2 separate regions of the Triticum aestivum genome follow, and region 1 is linked to region 2. Evidence: chromatin contacts called from public Hi-C data. All regions are on one chromosome and are shown on one strand. Each heading gives the region's core, a stretch centred on a gene start, on an enhancer-like site or on the middle of the called end of the contact. The rest is flanking DNA. Distances are from core to core; before and after follow the strand shown. Region 1 has its middle 23 kb from the start of LOC123119582. Region 2 has its middle 110 kb from the start of LOC123119580.

The links. A called contact is a pair of places that touch in the nucleus more often than the background predicts.
Region 1: a contact with region 2 is called in a Hi-C map of leaf, with 5 times the contacts expected there. The contact joins two enhancer-like sites. A contact is called at or near these places in 2 of 5 Hi-C or Micro-C datasets (leaf and an unstated tissue).

The regions. Positions count from the first base shown.
Region 1 is chr5D:81,430,966-81,436,781 of IWGSC CS RefSeq v2.1, forward strand. No RefSeq gene overlaps it. Among protein-coding and RNA genes, the nearest start is that of LOC123119582, 23 kb to the right of the region's middle. Within about 2 kb of position 1,391, at least 2 of the 8 cell types and tissues checked have an H3K27ac peak or open chromatin away from gene starts, as enhancers often do.
Region 2 is chr5D:80,927,727-80,933,690 of IWGSC CS RefSeq v2.1, forward strand. No RefSeq gene overlaps it. Among protein-coding and RNA genes, the nearest start is that of LOC123119580, 110 kb to the left of the region's middle. Within about 2 kb of position 2,310, at least 1 of the 8 cell types and tissues checked has an H3K27ac peak or open chromatin away from gene starts, as enhancers often do.

The DNA of each region.
Region 1 (5,816 bases), core at 141-2,640, 500 kb after region 2:
TCCTAACCATAATTTTAAATTTGGAAACAATTTTCTAGTCATTGAACATTTTTCTAAAAAAAAGAATTTTTTTGAACTTGGGAATTTTGTCCAAAAAATAAATTGTTTACCTTTTTCAAACTAAAATATTTTTTGCCTCGAATCAAATTTATTAATAAAAAAATTGTTTCAATAATTTAAAAGAAGATTCCAGCCCACAAGAGGCCTCGTTTGCTTGATTTGCCTCGCTATTTTTTGCTTATATTAATCCAAGGCCTGCAAGAGCAACTAATCAGCGAGTACTCCTTCGGGAGCCCCTGCAAAGGTCACCTTTGGTGGGCTGACGTGCTCTCAGCCGCCGCTACGTGTCGCAGTCTGGACGATTTTTTTTCCTTTTTTTGTGTGTTTTTACATGTTTTTGACTTTTAGATAATTTTTTGTCTGACTTTTCGGCTTTCGGTTTCCCCTTGTTTTTTTAGGTTTTGGAAAAAAAATTGAAACAAAATTGCGCAAAAAAAGGTTTTGTTCTACGAGAGATATAGATTTACTTCTCGAATACATGGATTTGCTTCCGCGAGAGGCACAACCTCTCATAAAAGAAAAAAACGTGTTTTTTCCTTTCTGCGAGAGGCACAGATTTTCTTCTCGTGGAGGCACGAATTTGCATCTGCGAGAGGCACAATCGTGTACTCGGAAAAGGAAAAAAGCACATTTATTTCGTTCCGCGAGAGGCATAGATTTATTTTTCATGAGGTACGGATTTCTTTCCATGAGAGGCACGGTCATCCCTCTCGAAGAAGGCAAAAAACGTGTTTTTTTTTCTTTCACGAGAGGCACAAATTTACTTCTAGGCACAGATTTGCTTCCGCGTGAGGCACAATCTTGCCTCTCAGAAAAGGAAAAACATGTTTTCTTTCCCATATGCAAGAAGCACGGTCGAGTTTTCTTTTTTTCTTTTTCTTTCGAGAGAGGCACAAGTACTTTAGAAAAGAGGAAAAAATGCTCCCGATTCAGTTTTTTCGTAAAAAAAGTTCGTTAAAACCTATCAACATGTGATTTAATTTTAAATATCTCGATGCGAAGAATTCAACGGGGAAAACTTTTGGAGATTTGGATGCATAGTTTAAGAGATAATTGTTTTTTGAATAAATGAATATACGGAAAAAGTAAACGCTCTCAAATATGCGCCTGTTGTCGCAACTTGGAGTGGTTGGAGTGACCTTTGCAAAAAGTACTTCTTAATTAGTGATTTTGAAGGCACGCGCAAGCTGAAGTGCACATATGCTATTTGGCGCTTAACGCATCAGATAATTTATTTTTTTGAGAGAAAACGCACCAGATACTGGGGACCTCCTATATGCCGCTTGCTGCGGCAAACTGGTGGCGATTCACACAGGAGGCGGCTCATCTGGGCCGGCCCATTTACTGTCCTTCGCGAGTTATTTTTTTGAGAGAAAACGCACCAGATACTGGGGACCTTCTATATGCCGCTTGCTGCGGCAAACTGGAGGTGATTCGCACAGGAGGCGGCTCACCTGGACCGGCCCATTTACTGTCCTTCACGAGATGAATTATCGAAAAATAAAGAGCGCGCTGAGGAATCAAATTCCCGACCTGCGAGTGATGCGCACGATGCACTAGCCACCGCGACACCTGAGGTATTGTGACATATTTGCGGCGCGGGTATAAAAGAAACTACCGACAGCGGCAAAAAATAAAAAACAATTCGCGTAATAATCAGTTGGCGAGGGATCGAACACAAGACCTCCTGCCATGGAATCGCATCCATAGGCAGTTTTAGTAACTGAGCTTAAACATGCGAACATTTTTTTTATTTGTGGACAAAAATTAAACATGCGAACATTTTTTGAATTGTAAACAATTTTTGAACATGAAAATGTTTTGAATATGTGAACAAATTTTTAAATTTGTGGACAAAAATTAAACATGCGAACATTTTTTGAATTGTAAACAAATTTTGAACATGAAAATGTTTTGAATATGTGAACAAATTTTGAAAACGAAAATATTTTCTGTATGAACAAATTTGGAACGTAAGAAGAATTTTTTGAAATTCCTAAACATTTATGAATTTGTGAAAAAATGGAGACAGGAACATTTTTTAAATTCCAAAATATTTTCCAATTTTCTAAGAAAATTTAAACATGTGAACATTTTTTGAATTTGTGTTTTTTGGGAAAAGGGAACTTCTTTTGAAAAAAAAATTATTTTGTTTGAAAATTGCAAACATTTTTTTGATTGTGTGAGCAATTTTCACAAAGACGAACATTGTTTTGAAAGCGCTAACATTTTTCAAAAAGACAAACAGTTTTCGCATTGCGAATATTATCTTGAAAAACGTGAATTGTTTTTGAAATTTATGAAGATTTTCTGGCAACACAAACATTTTCTGAATATTTGGGAACATTTATGAAAACACGGACATTTTACAAATTTGTGAACAATTTGTTGAACACACGAACATTTGTTTTGAAAACCCTGAACTTATTTTCGAATTTGATTTTTTTTTTGAATTTTGAACATTAAAGTAAAGTCTAATTTTAGAAAAATGAACAGAAAAAGAAAAGAAAAGAAAAAAGAAGAAAGAAACAGAAAGGATAAAAACCAAAATAAAAAATAAACAGATAGGAAAAAAGGAAGAAAAAAAACTAAAAAAGACCAGCCTCGAAAAACAGCAAGGAAAAAAGGAAACCGATTCGGGGAGCCTTCTGGAAGGTTCCCAAAACCGGGAGAACACCACCCGCCCGAAACCGCCAAATGGGCCCCGGCCCACTGAGCTCTTAGAGTCGCTCACCTCTGCGAACCTCATGCAGAATGCGTGAGTTGCTCAAAAAAAATGCAGAATGCGTCAAATAGGAAGTCCCCAGAAGGTCCTCACCTGTTACCCCTCAAAAACAAGAGTATGCAGCGTCAATGACCCTTTTCGGCTGCATCCTAAGTGGGGCATCCCATTCATTCGTCTTGGGAACCTTCCAGAAGGGCCTCACCTGTTACCCCTCAAAAAAAGTTTGTTGGGCTGGTTTCTTCTTTCTTTCGTCCGTTTTTGTTTTCATGTTTTACCTTTTATTTTTTACGTTTTTCTTTTCTGCCTTTTATTTAATTTTTATTTTCAAACTCGTCAATTTAAATTTCTGAAATTTTTCAGCGCACAATTTTTTAGATTCACAAGTTTATTTTCATATTTGTGAACTTTTGTCGAGTTTGTTGACATTTTTTCAAATCCGATAACTTTCTTCAGATCCTAAAGCATGTTTTGAGTGCATGATTTTTTTTCCAAATCTTGAGATTTTTGAATTCAATAACTTTTAAAAAAATTCTGAAGCTTTTCAAGTCCACAATTTTTTTTTAGAATGTGAACATTTTTTAAATTTGTGATCATTTTTCAAAGCCACGAAATTTAGTCATGAACATTTTAAATTTTGTAAAACTTGTTAACATTTTCTTATGTCATAAACTTTCTAAATCTATAAAAAAACGGACATCCACTTTTTTTAAACCATACATTTCTGGTTTTTCTAGAGGAGATGAAACAAAACAAATGAACGAAACACGTGCACTACAATGAAGGTCAAATGTGAAGAAAATGCATGCGCTAAAACATACTCTCCTGAAGGTGCCTTAAGTACTCTCTTGAAGGTGCTACGAGATGTTTCGTTTAAACATGAAACGAGGTGTACAATGTGGATGCTCATAATATAGCTAGAATGTCACTTTTACGTCCAGGCGGCCATATTTGGCTCTGTAGCCCCCGGGCTTTGTATCTCCATAGTAGAGCTCGGGTTCTTTCCCTAAAAATTTCCATAGTAAAGCTTGGGTTCTTTCCTTTAAAAATTTGAGGGAAACACTTACCAGCAGTTGACTGAAGTAATTTATCAGACCAGCGCCTGACCTTCCGAAGCCCTATACATCCAACGACTTAGGTATGATCTATATATTGTTAAAAACAGAGATCGAACCCCTAAAAAAATAGAGATTGATTGGTTGATGTGTGGTGCCTGTTGGGTTCACCTTGACGTATATTTATATTACAAAGATGCAGCGATCGTTTACATATCGAGGCGGTGTCGTCCAGGCCCGTATACACCATAGAATCCAAGTCCTAGTCCAAGTCCTAGTTGATACGGGGCTAACCCGGTGTAGGCCGATCTTTCACGATTGGAGTGGACTCCATCGAAGAACACGATGAACACGGGGAAGAACGGAGAGAAATCACAAGGGGAAACACTCAAGAACAAGTCCAATCACACATCCACTAGACAATCAAACACACAAGATCCACAAGGTACATGAACAACAAAGGAAAAGATACAAGGTAAAGTTCATCTCCAAGAGGAGGTCTTGATGATATCCTAGACGGATCTTCCTGTGAGGGGTCTTGGACATATCCCGCAGGATCTTCTCACATGGAGGTCTTGAACTCCATGGGAGTGGTAGTCTCTCTCTCTCAAGAGTAGAGGTAGGAGCAAAGCTCACCTAAGAATGAGCTATCACTTTGCTAACCCTAGTACGGAGCTAAGGGACAAGTATATATAGTCCAAGGGGTAAGTTGGGGGATACATGGGGTGAAACCCCTCTCACTGCACACAGGCAGGGCGGTTGTACCAGATATGTGAGCGGTTGTACCGCTAGGAGCTCAGGTACCGGTTTCTGGAGGTGCTCGCGAAGGTAGGGAGCGGTTGTACCGGTGGTAGGGCCGGTTGTACCGGTGGTAGGGCCGGTTGCACCGGTCTAGTCGCAGCTGGGGGGAGAACCGGGGTTGTACCGGCCTTGCACCGCTCGAATACAGAAGCTGGGCCGGTAGTTGGGCGGTAGTCGAGCGGTTGTACCGCCGGTGTGCCTTCAGCGGTAGTACCGCCTGGTGTGGGCGGTAGTACCGCTCATTCCAGACTGGGCGGGTCCTCTTCTTCCTTCTCTTCCATGCTTCTCTCACGGATGGTGTAGTTGTACACTTGTGCTCGCACTCCTCCTCCTCGTCCATGATGTTCCGACAATACCTATGTATGCACACGAGAGGAGTGTCAAGTAGTATACCATCCTTGAAGGGGTCAAGTGAACATGCGTAAAGGAGATGATTCACCTTTGTGTATGTGAAGTAGATGTCGCACGTGTCGCTTGCCGAACGGACTCTTGACATGGTGATGTCCATAGGATGCTCCGCATCACCCCCCCCCCTTGGGAAAGATCTGACCTCGGATCGAAAACCAAATCACCATGGGAAAGAGATGGCGTCGCCGTGTAGAAGTGGACGATCACCAAGTACTTGTCATCTTGAAGCTCGAAATGGGCACTCTCCAATGTCGCACCGTCTTGGGATTCCTTCAAACGGAGCAAGGACAACAAACACTTGGAAAAACAAATGTGGTTAGCGTTAGTGCAAAACCAAGCATTCATGAGGTGATTCACCCAACAAGTGTTGTCATCATGCAAAGCATATGGTGTGACAAGGGATTGTGACATGGCATGTACGCACATAAATTGAGCAAAATCAAGGATAGCATGGGGACAAGTATGCAATTGTGAGGTAGAGATGCAAATATGTTTGACAAGAGAGTAAGCATCTACCTCAAGGTCATAGCAATCATGCATAAAGCGCTCAACAAATGGTCGATGGTAGGCATAAGAATCATTCACAACACCAACTAAAATGAAGTGTCTAAACACATGGCTCAAGTGCAAGACAATCCAAGCATAACGTGCATAGGGTGTAGTGAAGGTAGTGTGGCACTCAACACAATAGAAAGAGCAATTGTTCATCATGTGTGAGGCAATCAAGGAAAGCATGTAGCAATCAATGGGACATGGCATATGTGAAGTGA
Region 2 (5,964 bases), core at 1,060-3,559:
ATGATTTTTTTTACAAAATCATGATTCTTTTTTGAATTCGAGAATATTATTCGAAATTACGAACCTTTTTGGAATCATGACCATGTTTTAAATTCATGAACATTTTAAAATTTCATGATTTTTTTTTACAAATTCGTGAACATTCTCTTAAACCGTGAATATTTTTTGAACTCCAAAACATTGTTTGAAATCATGAATATTTTTAAAAATTCATGATTGTTTTATTAAAAATTAGCAACTTTTTCTCAAATTTATAATTTTTTGATATCCCAAATTATTAAAAAGGGACAAAAACAAACGAAAAAGAAGGAAAAAAACAGATGCCATTCCGGGCCGGCCCAGAAGGGGGCGGAGGAGACCGGGGGTGCGTGCTCGCTTCGTTGGCAGCGCGTTATGCACCCAATAGGAGGTCCTTCAGCACTGTGGAAAGAAACTGACACCACGAGCACGCAGCTCGTGAAAAACAACGCAAAAATGGCTATTGGCCAAGAATCGATCCCACGTCACCGCTCTTCGGTATAGTCTGGCCAACGACTCAGCCATCTAACTGCTAGTAACTAATCTCAGCACGGAGCAATTAAGAACACAAGTAGTAGATGCACTATTCAATTTGAGTTTTTAATTATTTTAAAATAATTTTACATATTTTAAAATTTAAACAACGTTCCCAAACATGAAAAAAAAGTTTGCGTATTCCAAAAAAAAGTTCACCAAAACCAAAAAAGTTCACGAATTCAAAAGAAGTTCATTTTTAAAAAAAGCTAAACACATATGAATAACTCAAAAACAATTTATAAATTTGAAAAAAGCACTAAAATGGAAAATTTTACGAGTTTGAAGAAAGTTCATTCAATATAAAAAAATTCATTCAATTTGAAAAAAGTTCATCAAACTGGAAAAAAGTTATTCAATTATGAAAATAGTTCATTCAATTAGAAAAACTTTCATCGAATTTGTAAAAAGTTCATCCATTTTGAAAAAAAGCTCATTGAGTTGAAAAAAAGTTGATCGAATTAGAAAAAAAAAGCTCTTCAAATTTGAAAAATAGTTCATCAAAAAATGAAAACAGTTCATTGATTTGAAGAAACAAGTATATTGAATGTGAAATAAACTTCATTGATTTGAGAAAGAGCTCACAAATTTGAATTTCTTTCATGGAATAAGTAAGAAAGAAAAAAAGAAACAATAGAAAAAGAAAAAGAAAAAGGAAAGAATGAAGAAGAAAGAACAGGAAAAGATGTAACTTATTAGTTCTGGTTCGGTGGCTGATTGGTTAGCGCAGTAACCTCAAAACAACAGGTCGCTGGTTCGATTTTCTCCGCAGCATGTTTTGGGGGCCTGCTATTTCTCGCCTTCAGCGAGCCAGGGCGCTGCGCCCCCTTCTCGGGGCGTCCTAGACGGGCTGGCCCTGCCGCGGAGAGCCACTGCCTATTTTTTTTTTCTGTTTTCTATTATCATTTTCTGCTTTATTTTTGTACTTTTGTTTATACTTTCAGATATTCTACATATATATGATTTTCAAAAACACATTTGGAAAAATGTTGAATAACTATTAAAAATGTTGACCAAGAATTAGAAAAATGTTGAATAAGTATTAAAAATGCTGAATAATTTGAAAAAGGTTGAGTAGGTATTAAAAAATATTGAATGGGTATATGAATAATGTTGAATAATTATTCGAAAATGTTGAACAATAATTTGAAAAATATCAAACAAGTATTTGAAAAATGTTGAATAAGTATTGAAAATGTTGAACAATTATTTGAAAAATGTTGAATAGGTATTAGAAAATGTTGAACGAGTATATGAAAAATGTTGAGCAAGTTTTTAAAAATGTTGCATAACTATTAAAATGTTGAACAAGTTTTTGAAAATTGTTGAATAAGCGTTCGGACAATGTTGAATGTGTATACAAAAAATGTTGATCACTTCTTAAAAAATATTTTTGGCATATATGCAAATGTAGAGTGAAAACAAAAACAATCAAAAAAGATAAAAGAGAGAAATAACAGAGAAAAAGAGAAAAAATGAAAAAAAAAGACCCAGGGAATAACTAGTGAAAACCCCGGCTTGTTTCGAGTTAAGAAACTATGCCCTTCTCATTTGACACCAAGGCGCGCCTAGCACATTTCGCACCTCTTGTGAAGTTCGAATCTTGGCTGCTCCATTTCTCCTGCACCTTTTTCTTCATTGACTGCCACCGAGTGGGCCGGCCCAATTACTAGACTCCTTCAGCTCATTGACAGCCAGTCAATGGGCCGGCCCAATTAGCAGACTCCTAAAGCGACATCTCCTGCGCGATCGCTTAATGCGATAAGTAGCATTCGCGGCGCTGGCGAACCTGCCAGCGCTGGCGGCCGGCCCATGAGCGAGGCAGGACGCCCCAGTTTTATTATTTCAGTTTCAGTTTTTGTTTTCTCAGTTTTTGTTTTTTTCTTTAATTAATACGGAATTTCGAAAAAATATCAAAATTCAAGAAAATTTCTAATTCTGAAAATGTTCATGGAGCCCAAAATGTCCTTGAATTCAAATAATGTTCATGAATTTGAAATAAATGTTCAAAAAATCAAATAAAAGTTCGCTGATTCAAAATCTATCGGAACTCAAAAAATGTTCATTGAGAACTAAAAATGTTCCTGTATTTAAAAAATTGTTCCCAAATTTTCAAAAAATGTTCATAATTACACAAATGTTCAGAATTAAAAAAAGTTTTGATGAATATTTTTCATATTTTCATGAAGAAAACTTGATTTTTTGATAAACAAGTTTTAGTATTCATCAGATGATTTTTTTTAATTTGAGGAACATTTTTAGAAATTGATGACCAAGTTTTGAAATAAGGATCATGGTTGTTTCGCTGTTGCTTAGTTGTTTTCTTCTCTTTTCTGTTCCTTTTCTGATTCTTTTTTTTTCTATTTCTGTGTCTATTTCTTTTCTTTTCCTTTTCGTTTTTCATCTTTTCCATTTTATTGTTCTTTTATCTATATTATACAAAGTTTGTTGCGTGTTACAAAAAATGTTCATCGTACATTATGCAAATGTTCACATTGTTTTTACAAAAGTTCATCATGCATTATGAAAATGTTCATTGTATATTAGAAATTGTTCAAGGAATATATAATCACTGTATTTTTGAACTTTGTGTATTAAAAAATTCAGCTTATGTTATAAAATGTTCAATTCGTATTATTATTTTTTCAACGCTTATATTAAAAACATTCATATTATAATAATAAAAAGTTCATCATGTATTATTTAAAATGTTCACCGTATTTTGAGAAAAACATTCAACATATATTAAACAACGTTCAATGGGTATTTTTCAAAAAAAGAAGTACAATACTTAAAAAGTCGCGCCGCAAATGTATCACTAGGACTCATTAGGACGAGCGGTTAGTAACACTCTTTTAGGAGAGGGAGCTCGCGACTCCGAGCTCTAGCTCGCCCGTTACTTTTTGGCAATTTTTTTACGCGGTTGGAACTCCGTTACCTCCGAATGGGCCGGCCCATTCGCCCCTGCCTTCAACAAAGGTTGACAACTTGCTGCACGCGGGCATCGAGCAGGAGGTCTCGGGGCATAGCTCTCTCCCTCTGCCGCCGTGTCGGCCAGGAGCACCGAGGGCGAGTGACGGCCTGGCGACGAGAAGGGGATCGATGGGATAGGGGTCGGCTAGTCCTATTTGGCTCGTGGCACCATCTTCCGTGCGCAGGTACTTAGTATAGGCCACCCCATGCTGGTTTTATCCTACCGGTTCAGGGAAGGTCCTTCCCTGAACAGGTTTATTCCTTTTTCTTTCCTTTATCTTTTTATTTTGGAAATGATTCCCTTCAACCAGCCGATCTTATGCGAACGTCCACCATCTCCATGTCCGTTGGATGGGCTCCGTCAGACAGTCATGAGCCAACCCCTCCATGTCCACGCTGCAACTTGTCCATTGTTTCAGAAAGTGTTTCGGGTGGCTCTCTGTTGGTTTGGAAATATTTGGGAATTCATGGAGTTGGAATTAGGTCAATTGGAGTTGCGTGGGACCACCATGAGCTTAGGGGCGCGCCTGGTGAGCTTGTCGCTCTCCCGTAGATCTTCTGGCCTCCTCCTGGACCTTCTAGGGTTCCTTCTGGTCCAGAAAAAATCATAGTAAACTTTCATCGTGCTTGGACTTTGTTTGGTATTGATTTTCTGAAAAGCCAAAAACAAGCAAAAAAACAGCAACTGAGTTAATAGGTTAGTCCCCAAAAATTATATAAAGTTACATATAAAGTATCTAAGATTGGTAATATAATAACATGAAACAATCACAAATTATAGATACGTTGGAGATGTATCAGTGGCGGGTCCTTCGTAGAGGTTTTACTAAGTAGCCGCAGAGTAACAACTTGATGCTATTGTTAAGTTGTCCCTGGTGGGCCTTTGACGGTGCCTTACGAATGTGCAAGACGTAGCTAGGCCACTTTTCGATTGAGCCGAGCAGTGTGCCCACTTATTATGCTCCGCAACCCCCCTGGAATTTTAAGTGCAAAGTTATGTACTTGATAACCCACAAGTATAGGGGATCAGTTGTAGCCTCTCTCGATAAGTAAGAGTGTCGAAGCCAACGAGGAGCTAAAGGTAGAACAAATATTCCCTCAAGTTCTATCGACCACCGATACAACTCTACGCACGCTTAACGTTTGCTTTACCTAGTACAAGTATGAAACTAGAAGTACTTTGTAGGTGTTGTTGGATATGTTTGCAAGATAATAAAGAGCACGTAAATAAAAGATAGGGGATATTTAGATAAAGAAACAACTAAGTTAGTTTTAGTAGAGAGCTTTTTGTCACAAGAAAGTTATTTGTCCCTAGGCAATCGATAACTAGACCGGTGAAAGCACAAGGGCTCCCTGGGTGATTTTGGTAATTAATGTCAACATATCTTTTGTTGGACGAATGTTTTCATCTAGTATATTTCAGAAACTTCAACAAAGGCGTGGCATGGATAAGAGGATGTGTAACCCCTTCAAGAAGCTAAGGACAAAGATTGGCAAAAGCTCAAGACTCTACATTTTCATTTTTAGTGGTCCAAGATCACATTGAGTCATAGGAAAAGCCAATACTATTAAAAAGGGATGAGGTGTTGCTGAATGGCTTGCTTGCTCAAAGTGCTTAGTGATATGCTCCAAAGCCCTCAACCACTTTCTCATTTCCACATATGTCCTAAACCTAAAGTCGAACTCGGCCCTACCGAGATGAGCGATCGGTCCCACCGAGTTTGCTTGACCAACTCTCTGTTTGCCTATTACCGAAATCGTTCCCACCGAGTTCATGTGATCGGTCTCACCGAGATTAAGTTATGCCCTAACCCTAACATATCGATCCCACCGAGTTGATCATGTCGGTCCCACCGAAAAGCCTAATGTTCACATTTTGAACTGAATCGGTCTGACCGAGTTTCACTATTCGGTCTCACCGAGTTTGGTAAATTGTGTGTAACGGTTAGATTTTGTATGGAGGCTATATATACCCCTCCACCCATTCTCCATTCGTGGAGAGAGCCATCAGAACGTGCCTACACTTCCGACATTCATTTTCTGAGAGAGAACCACCTACTCATGTGTTGAGAGCAAGACATTCCAATCCAACCACAAGAATCTTGATCTCTAGCTTCCCCAAGTTGCTTTCCACTCAAATCATCTTTCCACCATATCCAAATCTATGTGAGAGAGTTGAGTGTTGGGGAGACTATCATTTGAAGCACAAGAGCAAGGAGTTCATCATCAACACACCATCTATTACCTTTTGGAGAGTGGTGTCTCCTAGATTGGTTAGGTGTCACTTGGGAGCCTCCGTCAAGATTGTGGAGTTGAACCAAGGAGTTTGTAAGGGCAAGGAGATCGCCTACTTCGTGAAGATCTATCCAAGTGAGGCAAATCCTTCGTGGGCGTTGGCCATGGTGGGATAGACAAGGTTGCTTCTTCGTGGACCCTTCA